Regions from separate parts of the Gossypium hirsutum genome. Here region 1 is linked to region 2. A link is a contact called in public Hi-C data. All regions are on one chromosome and are shown on one strand. Each heading gives the region's core, a stretch centred on a gene start, on an enhancer-like site or on the middle of the called end of the contact. The rest is flanking DNA. Distances are from core to core; before and after follow the strand shown.

Evidence for each region. A called contact is a pair of places that touch in the nucleus more often than the background predicts.
Region 1: a contact with region 2 is called in a Hi-C map of leaf, with 2.0 times the contacts expected there. The contact joins the promoter of LOC107934731 here to the promoter of LOC107934772 in region 2. A contact is called at or near these places in 5 of 34 Hi-C or Micro-C datasets (anther, leaf and petal).

What each region holds. Positions count from the first base shown.
Region 1 is chrA12:94,081,145-94,083,844 of Gossypium_hirsutum_v2.1, forward strand. LOC107934731 (protein NRT1/ PTR FAMILY 5.5) reads left to right here and starts at 1,383. Exons shown (of 5, transcript XM_016867232.2): 1 at 1,383-1,518; 2 at 1,602-1,771; 3 at 2,063-2,277; 4 at 2,394-2,700. The coding sequence starts at 1,669.
Region 2 is chrA12:93,940,626-93,943,383 of Gossypium_hirsutum_v2.1, forward strand. It overlaps LOC107934772, which reads right to left and starts at 1,422. Exons shown (of 6, transcript XM_041083130.1): 1 at 865-1,422; 2 at 674-777; 3 at 304-401; 4 at 18-208. The coding sequence starts at 1,264. It overlaps LOC107934767, which reads right to left. Exons shown (of 5, transcript XM_016867273.2): 5 at 2,446-2,758. The coding sequence ends at 2,664.

The sequences.
Region 1 (2,700 bases), core at 133-2,632, 140 kb after region 2:
GGTTTATTCGATTTTCCTCCCTAAGTTGGTTTGGTTGATTCGGTTTATTTTGTTTTTGGTATAAAAAACTGAATGATCGAATGTAGACCCCTATTTGGCTTTATTCCTTAGTCCTCACTAAATTTGCCGAGCACTAGGCACCACATTTTCCCACAACCACCCATACTAATAACATTTTCTTCGAACTCATTGATTTTCACTTCCTCGACCATTGTGCCATGGAATTAAGAATTTGTTGGGGAGTTGCCAACATGGCTATCTACCCATTGATTCTCTAGGACTTCACATTCACCTATATATCCTCAATCATGCATGTACTTAAATGCAACAAACTCATTTTGGGAACAACCTAAAGACATTGATTATTACTCTTTTTAACCTAGGATTGTAAATTTTGGCCCAACCTAAATTTGATGCTCGTCAATATTGAAAAAAAGGAAAAGCTAAATCTACTTAAGTCTTCTTCATGGTTTTTTTCCTCTTGTTTTATTTATAAAATTATTATTTTAATAAATAATGTCATGTTAAAAAAATAGAAAAATATATATTCATTTATTTATATGTATTTTTTTATAATTTTGTATGTATTTTTATAAAATATTTTATATTTTTATCAAAAAATGAACGTTTAAATATTTTTTATTTTTTAAAGTTTTCTAAATTTTATTTTTGATTTTATAAAAATCAAGTCTAAATTGACATAATGTGTAAGGTTGAAGGTTAAGCTTATTGAATTTTTTGAAATTAAGACCAAATTGATAATATTTGTAAATATTAAAAGGCTAAATTTGTTATTATGTCAAAGAAAAATAGTCACATCAATACTTTGTTAGTGATTTAATGGACGAGTGATCAAAATAATAAATTTCAATAATATTAGTGACTAAAATAAAAAATTTTAAACCTAAATAGCCAAAACAAAAACATTAATAATTGGAGGATTATTTATATAGTTTACCCAAAATTTTAAGACATGTATTCATAAATTCATCAAGGTAGGAATAAAATTATGGAAAAATTGAAACTTATCCGACTTTTCTAGATGTACCTTTCCATAGGTTAAGGGTACTTAATATTTTCAGAAAATTAATTAAGCCCTTAATTTTTTTTATCCAATTACGTTATTGAATTGTAAAAATACACACCTAATTAAATCTTGACAAGTTACCGTTAAAGTCCAATGATTTTGTTTTTTTGGTTATGTTTGCCTCATGCAACATTGATATTTTCTTTATATATTTTAATAAATATAAAATTAATAAAAATCATAAATTTTCATATCGACGTACCTTAGTGATGGATAAAAAAGCATGTGGAGTCAACCTGAAAAGTCTTTAAGCATGTGGAGTCAACCTGAAAAGTCTTTACTTATTATTTTATTTTCCTTTTCCTAAAAAATGGGGAGCTTCTTAGTAGTTTCAAAAAGAAACAAATTAAAAGAAGGGAACAATGGTTATGAGAAATTCATATAAATGCTTTATTGCTCCTACTTCAGACAACTGTTAGCTTCATACAAAGGTAGGCACAATTTATTAACAATTAATGATAATAAACTTTCCTTCTTTTGTTGCTTAATTAACTTCAATGCTTGTGCTGTGCAGAAAAATATATCTGCATATTTGTGAAGGCAAAGGAAAAAGAAGGGACGACATTTCAAGTTACATAAAGATGGGAACATGGATATGGATATGGATATGCATATGCGGTGGATTCCTAAGTCCAAAATGGAAATGGTTCAGATGGCCTGAGCGACTGGTTATTTTCACCTTTGGTATTTTCACCATTTCCTTCCTACTTCCTACTTCATATGTGTGTATATATATATATATATTAAGGATTAATCTGTTTTTAGTAGGATTTATCACTTTCATTACATACGTGTCTTCTTTTTCACTTTTTTCTTACTGATTGAGTATTGTTTATAACTAGATATAGTGAACTACTTATTATGATTAACTAAAGCATATAGATGTGAGGCTCCTGTTCAGCTAATCCCTTGCGATCTTAATTATATACTCTCAGTTCAATAACCCCAAGAATTTCATTTTGGCCATATTTATAGGTCTTGTTTTCAGCAAGGGCTTGATGACTTTAGTGCTGCAGAACCTATCGTCATTCCTAACAGATTCCTTGAATTTGAAACTAAAAGAAGCAATTACAATCGTCAATCTTCAAGAAGGTCTAAGGAATATGTTGCAGATATGTGTCGCCCTCTGCATTGATGCCTATCTTGGCTACCGATGGATGTTGATTCTTTCTAGTCTTCTATATTCTGCTGTAAGTTTGATATTAATTTCAAAATCATTTACTGGGCTGTTGCTGCGTCACCCCAGCAAACATACATATCCCACGCTCACAGCCAAGTTTGAATAACATAGATTTATATCATGCAGGGACTTTTCCTCTTAGCACTCTCAGTGCCTGGTGGTGAACGATGTCCTTCGAATTGTTTTAAGGAACTAAAGCATACGAGTTTCTGGGAAGGATTAACTCTTGTGATTGTGGGTGGGGCCGCTCAAGTTATTCCCCTTTACGCCCTATCTTTCGAGCAAACCAGGGTCGATAAAATCCCGGAAGACTATGAACCAGCAAGGGTTCAAGTTGGATGCTTTAGGTTTAGGGTCAAAATAGGAGGCTGGCGGAACTTTCTGCAGAAAGTAATCAGATGGCTTCTTTTTCTATTCTTGAGAACGGGAGCCC
Region 2 (2,758 bases), core at 172-2,671:
AATATCAAAGAATATACCTCCACCACCATCGCTATCAAAATCTCCCAACAAAAATGTGTCCAAATCTTGCTCGGCAGATGCACTTGATGTTTTAGTCTTCAAACTACTTTCTGACTCTGCCTTCACAACAGGTTTTTGCTGAGGTTTATCCTCTTTTACCCCTTCCACTCCTCTCTGTTTAACTTCCTCCATGTACTGCTTCTCATAACTGATAAATATAAACACCTTACATCATAATTAGAATTTGATTGCTAACCCTAAATTATCATAATCATCACATCATCATCATAATTAAACACTTACGGTGCAACATGAGTGCTTACAAGAGTGAAATATATCCTCCAAAAATTCCTTTCTTTCATCAAACGAGGACACAATTCATATCTCAATTTCTTGATTTCCTGCATAAGAATAATATGTTTTGCATAAATTAATTATTGGAAGTATAAAATCTGAAATGTTTCATGCAATTCTTACTAAACTTAAGTCTAGCTTGACATTTCCTTTTGGAATACAAAATTATAATGATACAAAGAATTGACTTCAGGGAAAGAGCATCTCAATGCCAAATTCAGCAATTAGGATTAAACACAACTACAGAGTAGAGCCAAACGCAGCCTTAGAACTACAAAATCTATAGCGAAATGTAACAAACGCACACACACATATATACCTTCACAGTAGTAAGAACAAGAGTGGCATGCCTCTCTTGCCATTCACTCAGATCCTTCCGTACATTGGACCCCGCAGTAGTCGAATCGGACGGCTCTGGTTCGTCTACAATGAAATTTAAAACTTCCAGACAATTTTATCTTTCAGAAGAAAAGAAACACACGAGAGAAATGCATTAAACGAAAAGTTTACCTTGGACAGGGGAAGGGAAGTTCTGGAAAGTAGTAGAAGTAAAGCCTTTGACAAAATCTCTCAAATCATCGGTGAGTCCGAACTTGCGGAGCTCCGACTCGGGGATAGGAGGAGGATCGGAAGAAGTGGAGGCGGGAGAGGAAATGGATAGGGAGGAGAGTTGAGGAGGGATAAAATCGGAAATGGACTTAGAGATGGATTGGATTTGGATTTGGTCGGCTTGTTTGAGAGCGGCAGTTTTGAGCTCATCGGCTTTCTTGGTGGCTTCGACAGCGAGTTCCTTGGACTTCTTGGCGGTTTCAGCGACAAGATCGGCCAATTTGTTGGGCGAAGTTAGGGTTTGCGATTTCTTAGCTGCTTCTTCAGCGAATGACTTCGCTCGCTTCCAAAAATCTTCCATCTTGGGGATCTGATAGATTTGATTCTTCGCTTTCTCTGTTTCCCTGTTTGCCGTCTTAAGAACTTCGCTTTTACTTCTTGAAGGACTCTTACGAAACGGCGCCGTTTCCAGAGTCAATAGATCTCTAGATCCCGGCTACTATTCTTATTTAAAAAGTTTTTTTATAATTAATTAAAATTCAAATAAAAAGCTTTTTAATTATGTGATAATTATTTGAAGTGGGTCCCACTGTTTAAGGCCTAGCTTGGGTGGGCTGGATCTAACGGTTGTACGAATGACAAAGTCGCAGTTCCTATTTCAGTTTAATTTTTTTATTTTTCATTTTTGCAAAATTAAAGTCATTATTCAATTATTAAAAGGACAAATAACCATATAGTTTTTTTTTAAATAGTAATTAAAAATTCCTGACTGTTTGTTAACTTCACTTAATCCATAATTATCCTTTCTTTAAATCCTCAATTAAAGCCTCCTATTTTACCAAAAATATAATATGCTCATGTTGTTTAAACATGATTGAATTAGTCATCAGACCGGTTGAAGTAAAAATCGACAATGATTGATTCAAAAAGTAATTTTAAACTGATTAAATTAAGAAGTAATACAAACTAATCAAACTAATTGAACAAACAATTAAATTAATTTTTTTATTTTTAATAATTTTTTAATTAAATCAGTTGAACGGATGAAACCAGTAAATTACTTATCTAATCGGTTATCCATAGATGCCAGTTGATTTCAGTCTTATCATCCATCCGCCCAATCCACTATTCTGAATTTCAGTGAACCAAAAAGTAGGCCTAGCTCTCTGAGGCTACCATGCTTCAAACTCGGCCGAAAAGTCCGATTCATGTATATATATTTTAAAAAGGAAAAACCTTAGTAATTGAAGAAAAATAAAAAATAGTTATGTTGGAATTACGTCGGATAAATAAATGAGAAAAATAAAGAACTGTGGCAACATAATTTCAAGCATATCCAGCTTGACATTTAACAACAATTCCATGGCAAACGCAGACTCAAAGTATCATCAAGTAAAACAATATGACATTGCAAATATTATCACTTTGAGATTCAGTTCAATAACATGAACGATGCAATATGTTCTCGGAACTGAATGAATTTAGCGTATGGGCTGAGATTATGGACAAAAAATATTCTGGGTAAATAGTAGGAAAAAAGAATACGAACAATGAACACTCTTTATCTGACGATAAAAGATGATACTATGAACAAATTGAAAAAACCAAAACCAGATGCTCCAATGGTATATGAAAATGATAAGACATTGCTTACAGCTCAATTTACATGCATGAGATCACCCCCCCCCCAACCCAAAATATAATTTTGATAAGCGCAAAATAATATATTTGTATAACCTATGGATTGAATAGAGAAGTATTCAGAATCTACAGCAAAGGAAGCCCTGTCTCCAACCTCGGTGCTTCCTGTAATGTCTCCTCTCAGCTTTTGCCATTCTTACCGGGCTGCTATTCC